Linked DNA regions of Gossypium hirsutum: regions 1 and 2 are each linked to region 3. The links are chromatin contacts, called in public Hi-C maps. All regions are on one chromosome and are shown on one strand. Each heading gives the region's core, a stretch centred on a gene start, on an enhancer-like site or on the middle of the called end of the contact. The rest is flanking DNA. Distances are from core to core; before and after follow the strand shown. Region 1 overlaps LOC107889568 (protein ROS1A). Region 2 holds the start of LOC107889553 (monodehydroascorbate reductase). Region 3 holds the start of LOC107889561.

Region 1 (2,938 bases), core at 259-2,758, 130 kb before region 3:
AGCAGAATATGAGTAAATGATGGAACTTTCATAAGGGTCCAAACAACTAAAAGTTGACAAAATAACAATGTACGATAAACGAGAGTGGAATTGCATTTTACAATACTGACGTGGTTTGTAGGAAAATGTGAAAATCTTTGTATAACTCATAATCACAAAGCCATGTAGTGCTAATACTGTTTAAGAAGGTTCTAATTACTTAGTTTCATGCTCAAACTTTGAGCAATTCTTCAGAGATCAGCTTCAACAAACGCTGCCTAATGCTAATTGACCAAACTTTTCCTACAATGAAAATAATATACGGCCAAGGCCATCGTCAAGCCTCTAAATGTGCACACGGACATAAATGCTTTTATCCCTTAACAATTGATAAACAATTAAAGGAAAAACGAGTGAAGCTTACGGGAATGTTCAGAATGAAAAGGTGGTCCAGTTTGTGATCTGGGAAAGACAGTGATGAAGTATAAACTCAGAAAAAATTATGAGAACTTGTTAATATGGGAATGTCACCCAGAAATTACAGTTGAGACGGATTGGCAAACAACTAAGGAATCTAGGAAACTGCGTATCAGAATTTAGGGTTTTAAGTTTAGCTCAATTAGTTCATATTATTATCTTTATCAAAAAAATATCAGCGTACAGTATTCAAAAATTCGACTGAATTAGTCTAACTGTTTTTGATAAAGTAACTTCTAGTTCATACAACTATTTTTAATAAAGTAGCATCTATCAGGCTTGAGGTTTAAATTCAACACATACAACATTTCTAAAATAGCATATAACAAGTTTGGCCAAAATAACTGAATGTCGGATAGAACTCAGAAAAAAAAACGATTACACTCCAATTGCGTAATGATCTCAAATGCCAATTCATATTCTAGAGTTTCAACGTTACCAATTACCTTGCTCAAGTTCGGCAAAAATCCAAGCAGTTATGCGTTCTATCTCAAGAAACCGAATAGCATAGAATTATATGTCTCAATATTGAATCGTGGAAAGAAATACTGAACGAATCAACGCTTTAAGCTCTTTACAGAAAAAAATATAGACAAGATCGAAAAATTCATCATAATTGTTAAATGCTTCTTTCCCCAAAATAGCTAAATTAAACAGTAGCAAACCTGGGGGAGAAATGAGATAAAAGCGCAGGAAAGCTGCACCGGATAACAGTTTGAATGGAAAGAAAAAAAAGCGAACCGCGTTTCATTTTTCTTTAATCGAAACAGCAGATCTAAGGGCACATGAAAATATCAGGAATAAAAAGCTCGACTTTATTTAAACACTAGACAATTTTAAACGAAAGATAAACATTCAAATGGACGATCTGGATCGAGAAACGAACCTCTTTTTGAATTTGTAGGATAATGAAAGAAAATGATGAAGCAGCAGATGATTTAGTTTGAGAAAGATGACAGGGTAGTGTTGGAGAATTTGCCGCCTTTTTTCTCTTTCTCGGCTCCTTTCCCTCCTTAAATTTGAAGGCCCCTTCGTTTTTTCAGCCCCTGTGATGCTCGGCTGGCGCTGGGCTCCTGATCGGACTTAGCGGCCTGTATTTCACTGGCTTATTGATCCAAGCTTTAGAGGGCATTTGTTCTGTTAAATACTTAAACATTTAGGCCTGGAATATTTTCCAGGTTTTCATTTTTTTCTTTTTAAGTATTTTCCAGATTTTCTTTATTCAATATCTGAAAGATTAACATGTATGTTTGTGTCTTTGAAATATATTTATGCATGGTGCTTTACTTGCGAGTTAGTTTTTTTTTTATCAGTACGATACTACTTGTTATTTAAGTAATCAAATTTGGCATTGATATGAAATAAATATTTTATCATAAATATTATGTGATTTCTCCGATGGTCCAATATGATAATAATATATCAAATATTAACGTATTGAATGAAAAATAATTATAATTGAGGTATTTTTCATGTTTGTGTTTTATGACTAATGAAGATTAATTTTTTCGGGGATATATGGTTGCTCCCAACAATATCGTCTCCAAAGTTTGAATATATATTTTTCCTTAATAGTACAAGATTTGAAAAGAAAATATTTTATACTTCGAAAATTTGGGTTCCATTTAATTTCTAAAAATATTTTTTATTTATATTTATATTTTCTTTTTCTTTTTTTAAAATTTTTTATTTTTTATTTTTCATTTTTTAAAAATTGAATAACACAAATATATATTGTTTAAAAAAAACTTAAGAGTTTTCAAACTTTGGTAAAAAAATCAATTAAGCTTATTCGCAAAAAAACGCACTTAATTAAATACCTAAACTCTCAAATCATATCAATTAAGTTCCTTAACCAATATTTTTCGTTTTGACCATTACATCATTGACGTGGCCATTAATGACGCGGACATGATGGTCTATGTCGAAAAAAATTTATTTAAAATTATTTAAAATTTTTATATTCAAAATGAAACTTGACAAATGGATGTCCAAGAACGATTGTCCAAGTTCTTGAACAATCATTTGTCCATTAAAATTATAAATTTTTAAACATTGTTCAAATTTTAAAAAATATTAAATTTTAAAAACATAAAAATTATCAAAAAAATCATTTAAAAGTTTAAGCTGAAATGAATTCTGGACATGTGGTTGTTTAGACTGAATTCAAGATAACTTTTATAAATTATATAAAGTTTAAAAATAAAGATCAAAAATATTTTCTTTAAAGTATGAGATTTCCATCAATAATTTAATTTTATCGGTAATTTTTAAGCTATATAAAATAAAAAATAATAATTTAGAAAGACAAACAAATATTTTTAATTTTATTAATTATACTGATAAAGTTTAAAAAACGTGTGAATATATCCTTTTCTTTTCTTTTTTTACATGTGCATTAAGTGTAACTAATCATAGCTAATAGTTATTACAATTTAAATAAACTAATTCTATGAAGATTTCAATCAAGTATATTAATGTA
Region 2 (3,007 bases), core at 114-2,613, 140 kb after region 3:
AATACTAAATCCACAATTTACACAAAGTACAAGGTCTAATAAAAAAATTGACCTTTTTTTATATATACTAAAAAAAAGAAGAAGAAAGAATACTATAAATTATGCAAAATGGAAATAATAATCAGTTTTCTAGATAGGGATCAAACATGTCATTCACATAATATTGATAATACAAGCATATCAGCCCAAAAGCCCAATACCCCCACACAGAAACCCTAGCCACCCTAACTTTTCATCTGCCGCCTCGGAGGGAGGAGAGTGACCGGAGAGTCAAAATCCGCCATGACTGACTAAACAACAACCAGCAAATCCAGTGCCGAGGGTGAAATAATAATCTAAAATATTGGATGGATGGGAAAAGGGCGAGCATTTATCATAGTTACCTCGATTCACCCCGTGCATGCTAACTTGAACTGAAAAAATTCCTATCAAAGGCTGGCCCAAATCTGTCTGTGGGACGTGAAAACAATATACTCTTTGGACCCAACTCAAAGTAGGAAAATAATTTTGGGTTTAAGCCCATGTGACCATGTCTCGCGTGAGGGCTGTTTTGTTGGAGCACGTTGACGTGTATGAACATAAAAAGATCCCTTGCCACATCATCAATGACGTCAACTTCAACTCCCTGCAATTAAAGATCCTGAAAGCAAAAGAAAACACATAGGATTAAATTTAAAATTTCTTTTGATATGAATATGAATTTAAAAGGAGTCTACGTTCATAGGAAGACGAAGTACGACAAGATTCTGTACATATTTCACCATTCACACTTGTGTTTTGGAAGAAAATTCTAAAGATGTATTTCTTTATACATAAAAATAAATTTCATTTTCATTTTAAAATTCATAATGATGGAAGTTTCTTTATACATTAAAGTTTTCATTATCTATTAAAAAATTAAGCTTCAGAAATAAAACTGTTATATGCGTATGTCTTTCTTTAATTTAAACATTTACTAGTTTTGTAGAATTAAGGTTTTTTTTTTTTACCATTTATTTAAGATTCATAATTTTCAAAATTTGGAAAAAATAGTAGGGATTCTTAGTGTAGAGATGCCCATCCATTGGATTGAGTTTAAATTCTGTTTTAAAATATTTCTAAGTTTAAGCTCGTTTTTGGGTAAAATCGCCCAAAAATACTTGTTTTATTATTTAAAAGTTAATAAAATATTAAAAATTATTTTAATTAAATTTTAATTTAAAAATATTTTTTTTATTCTTTAAATTGAATTAGAATGGGGTTAGTGGTGGAAGAAGCATTGCCAGCAGTGATGAACGGCAGCCTTGATGCCACGTGGCTAAATCACGTTTACTTCTAAAGATCAGCCAATGAGAAGGGCAGCCTAGCCCTTTCCTATAAATTAATCTGACCAACCCACTTTCACGAACCTACTTTACAAAAACTTGTTTAATTACCAAAAAGTTAAGAGCAAAAGAAAGAGCAGAGTAAGCTAAGCTTTGATCATCAATGGCGGAGAAGAGTTTCAAGTACGTGATCCTTGGCGGTGGTGTAGCTGCTGTAAGTTCCGTCGATCACTTCTCGCTCTTTGATTCTCCTTTCTTTTCTTTTCTTTTTTTGTTATTTTCTTGAATTTTGTTTGACTTTTTCTCTTGTTTATCGATGCCTTTGCTTTTTTATTTTCACAATCTTGTCCTCAATGTGTATCATCTATCGCTTAATTTTATAATAATACAGATCCAGTTTTCCTGTATTTCCTGCTAAGATGATAAGTGAAAGAAAAAGTGAAAACGAATTGAAAGCAAATCTGAAGCTTTAGATCGGTTGCTATTCGTTTAGTCATTGAATTTTCATTGTTATGGTTTTTGAGAATGGATTTATACCGAGGCATTTAAACATGGTTACGACTTTTTACATCATGTAATGCATCTTTTGCTGTTTTAATCGTATGGAGCGTCGTGTGTGTATCGGAACGATGGCTAGATTTTATTTTGCAATGATTTGAAGTTTTGAACCCTTTAATGTGGAAAGTTAAAGCTTCTTTCATTTTATGTAGCATTCACACTATTAAAAGGCTTATGTTGTACTTTTTTTTGACTGATTTATTTTATTTTTTTACGTCTTTTTCCTGAAAACTCTTCTCTTCTGACTTTATAGGGATATGCGGCGAGAGAGTTTGCCAAGCAGGGAGTGCATCCTGGTGAGCTAGCAATTATTTCCAAGGAGGCGGTATGATTTTCAATTATATATAACTTTATGAAACCTAAACTGATTACATCAGTGATGGACATTTAGCTTTTCCTTCGATTGAACTTTTCTTAAAAATAGTTAGTTTCTTAAAATGAAGCTTGTGGGGGGAAAAAATAAACAAAAAAAATCTATTTGAAGTTGTTTGGTAAACACTACTAAGTTTTTCTTTTATAGGGTTGTCGTCTTGTGATTTTTTAATACTATGTAATTGCCATTAAAAAAAATGTAAGTAAATTATTTCAAGTTGTTGAAGAACTCTTCTCTCATTTTAGTATAATATTTGCTCCTGCAGCAATGCGAGGGCAAATTCATAATATTCAATCAACACTTTAAGCATCGCGTCCGAATGGAATTTGTTGTTGTATTAAGCAGAATGTATCTTGCATTTTTACATTTTAGATCACTATATGCATTATTTTATTCGTATCACTTACAATTGTTTTGTTCTAATTATCAGTTCTGCTTAGAAAAAGCAAAATAGTCCATCAAATAATTTCAGCGTGCAGTTTAGCATTATTTTGTTCTCTCGTTCTGCTGTCTTCATGGGGACTCCCTCCTCTGGATGCTCCCTATTTCTGATTTTGTTAAAGTTAAATTCTACTGTAATAGTGGCCAGTTCCAGTGGCATTTACATCACATAACTCATCATAGCTGCTATTGTTGTCATTTATTGATGCCTTAATAGGTAAATTTGTATTGCATATGACCTGATTTTTGCTTTCTTATACATGTAGGTGGCTCCATATGAACGACCTGCCCTGAGCAAAGCATATCTCTTCCCTGAGGGTAAGCTATAACC
Region 3 (3,255 bases), core at 478-2,977:
TAAGATTTGCATGTCAGACACGCATGATCAACAGGACAATTAAGAAACATACAAAGAAAATGTTAATGATTAAAAAAACACTAAATGACATATATAACCCTAAAAACCTGTCAGAACAACGGAAACCTACCAACAAAAAGAGGACATATTTGTCAATTCAGATCAAATTCCGGCAAAATATTTTTGCAGCCAAGTTGCCGGCAGTTCAGCCATGTCAGAGAACTCAGTCATCTGAGTCACGAGTTTACGCAAATACTCCCAAAATGAAGAGGCTTTAAACACACCCAGATTTGCAGTTTTATGGATTAATCATATTATTACTCATGGTGCAATTAAATGTACTAACCTGTTTTTGGTGGCGACCTGGAGATGTCGCCGGCGAAGAAAAGATGGGTGTCCGGTGACCGAAAGAAGGGCTTCTTTGAAGCACAAAATGGAAAGGGCTCTCGCAAGAGGGAAAAGCTGAACTATTTCCAAAAACATCTTTGGACAAGAAAATCTCTTCAAAATCCTCGGATTGGCTACAGCTACAAGAAGTATCCAAGGATTTCTCCTCATTGCTCTCTGACCAAACAGCACTGCTTGGCCTACCATTGTAAGAACATGAAAACCCCATTTCATAACCACTTTTGTCTTCCGATATTGATGTCGATGAGGACATTTTCTTTTGACTTGGATTGTTTTTGGCCACAGCTGGATCCCACCTTAAAATGTCCTTGACTGAAACTTTTGCTCCATCGTTAGCTATCTCCCGCTTTCGGTTTCTGTTACGGTGAGTTATCCTCTTCAGAATGGAACCGAAGAAGCCAAAACCAGTGCCGCCGTTGTGGTGTTTGGTTTTGGACGAAGAATGTTTTTGAATCCTGAGAGCGGCTTCCAGTAGAAGAGCAGCTGTTCTAGCTGGGATGTGAAGGAAAATGGCATTGGGACTTTTGCAAGGAGATGGAAACCCCAACAATGGAGACTTCCTGGGGTCTGGCGAGTCATGGAAGGAGAAAAAGCAAGCGTTTTTGCAGAAATTGGAAGGAAATTTTGAGGTTTGAGAGATGGGTTTGGGTTTCTTGAGTTGGAGATGAGTCAGAGGTGATGGTTTCTTCAGCTGACAACGCCTATCAGCAATGTACTTGTTGAGATGAAACGGCTCTTGATCCTCCTCAAGTAACTCCTGCAAATGCTTCTGACCCATCATCAAACCAAAATTTTCAACAAGAAAGGGACTTCAACAGTGGCATGAAAGAGCTGAAGAGGTTTCAACTTTACACCAGAATACAAAAAATGCAGTGCAGATATTGCAAAAAGTAGAGATTTTGAAGGAGGGCAAGCTGGCCTACAAATATAGGTAAGAGGAGAAAAAATAAAAGAAAGAAATATATAACGAAGGAATGCGGAGAGTTCCTGATTCAAATCTGGAGAGTTTACAATATCGAGGCAACAAGTGATAAATAAATTATCATAAAATAATAATAAGATTTACACCGTAAAAAGAGAAATGGCTGCAAATTGCAGGTGTTTTTAAGGCTGTACTGAGTACTTTATCATGTTATATAAGAGAGGATCAGGTGTCTGCCTATATCTCGTTCTCCATTGTCGACAACATGTTTAAGCAGGGATAAAGATTAAAAAAAGAAAAAGGTAAAAACTGGGTTTGTTTTCTAGCGTTTAAAGGGTCTACAACCAAAAAACAAAAAAACCAGTGTTTGATTGTTTGACAGTGTCAAATAAAATATATTTGTTGAGATTGTCCTTTTTCTGTGAGTAATAACTGGGTTAAGACATGTATATATGATCAGCGAAAAGAAACGGGGAATTGCTTGCGATAAAGCCTTTGTATAGGAGTTCCTATATTATGTTCCACTACAACATGATAGTAGGTTGAGTCATTATAACTTGATCATCATTAAATTTTGTTTTAGTACCCCAAATATGAAATTAAACTTTACAGCTAGACACACATTACTGGTTCTTTTCAACCTGATTAAAAAATATATACCCAAATAGACTAATCATTCTGAAATGACTTCAACTACCTTCAAATTAAAATTCAATTAGTGAAAACAAAAACATTCAAACTCAGCGTTTGAGTATGCGCCACGTGACAGACAAGGTGGTTTTGCTGACAGATGTCCGGCTTAGAATGCGAGTTGTTGGTTGTTCCATACCTTGGGAGATTATTTTAATCAAAGCAAGAAGCGTTGACGATCTCAAAAATATCGGAGATAATCTCACGAAAAAGTGAAAAAAAAGGAATTGAAAAGAGAGAATCTCGAGAGCCGAAGCGGAAAGAAAACGACGAAAAAAAAAAAAAAAAAGAGTGGAGCGCGCGTGCTAACTAAGTTACAGAGCCCGGATCTTGACTCAATCTTTGACGCTCATTTCCCTTCCCCCTTTTATTTTTCACCTTCTTTGTTTTCTTTTTTACTGTTCAATTTATACACACTTGCGATTGGATTTGGCTTGAGACTTGAGAGTTGGGTGATATCATATTTACCCCTTATTGTCTGAATTTCTTACCGCTGTTTTCTTGTATAAGACTGAATTCAATTATTTCTCTCAGGTTAGTATAGAATCAATATGAATATTGTACTCTCAAATTTTAAATTTAATTTTTAGATTTAATATTATTAAAAAGAATAACTACGAAACTGAACCAACATTAAAAATACCGAAAGAATAAAATAAAGCTAGTATAGAAGATATCCACTACAAATATTAAGCTAAATTAAATTTTAAATAAATTTTTTTATTATTTGATATTTAGAAAATTTTTAAACTTATGTCAAATTATAATTTTATTAACCAAATGATAATGTATTGTTAGAGTTTGTGTTACTCGAATCTCGTCACTTATTAAAGAAATAAATTCAGTGACAAAATAAGAGACGGGGCGAGAGGCCGAAGGTATCATTCTATTTGACATTGATTAGAATAGAGTTTTTTTTCAATCTTTAAATAGATGTAGTCAAAATTCCTCTTATATATATGATTGATTTTTAAACATTAGTGGATTTCTTATTCTCTACCCGTGACTTTTCCCAAAACATGATTTTTTCCGAAAGGGTTTTCACGTAAAATCTGTGTGTTTTTATTTTTCTTATTTTGCGATAATTCTATTGTCATTATCGATGTCTATTCTAACATGTATGTTTTCGTTGTAATTGTTTATTGTTCATTTTAAATAGCTTTAATTATGTTTTAACTATTATTTTTACATACAAAATTTTAATAATGCCTTTTTTATATTAATATTTTAATTAT

The links. A called contact is a pair of places that touch in the nucleus more often than the background predicts.
Region 1: a contact with region 3 is called in a Hi-C map of leaf, with 3 times the contacts expected there. The contact joins the enhancer-like site here to the promoter of LOC107889561 in region 3. A contact is called at or near these places in 2 of 34 Hi-C or Micro-C datasets (both in leaf).
Region 2: a Hi-C map of leaf shows a contact between it and region 3, with 2.5 times the contacts expected there. The contact joins the promoter of LOC107889553 here to the promoter of LOC107889561 in region 3. A contact is called at or near these places in 7 of 34 Hi-C or Micro-C datasets (callus, hypocotyl, leaf and 1 more).

Annotation. Positions count from the first base shown.
Region 1 is chrA09:73,051,188-73,054,125 of Gossypium_hirsutum_v2.1, forward strand. LOC107889568 (protein ROS1A) reads left to right here. Exons shown (of 21, transcript XM_016814044.2): 21 at 1-233. The coding sequence ends at 16. Among protein-coding and RNA genes, the nearest start is that of LOC107889567, 9.0 kb to the right of the region's middle. Within about 2 kb of position 1,509, at least 3 of the 9 cell types and tissues checked have an H3K27ac peak or open chromatin away from gene starts, as enhancers often do. A contact at or near this core is called in leaf, where this site is marked.
Region 2 is chrA09:73,327,085-73,330,091 of Gossypium_hirsutum_v2.1, forward strand. LOC107889553 (monodehydroascorbate reductase) reads left to right here and starts at 1,364. Exons shown (of 10, transcript XM_016814022.2): 1 at 1,364-1,518; 2 at 2,116-2,187; 3 at 2,943-2,994. The coding sequence starts at 1,468.
Region 3 is chrA09:73,184,220-73,187,474 of Gossypium_hirsutum_v2.1, forward strand. It overlaps LOC107889561, which reads right to left and starts at 1,728. Exons shown (of 3, transcript XM_016814033.2): 1 at 347-1,728. The coding sequence starts at 1,189.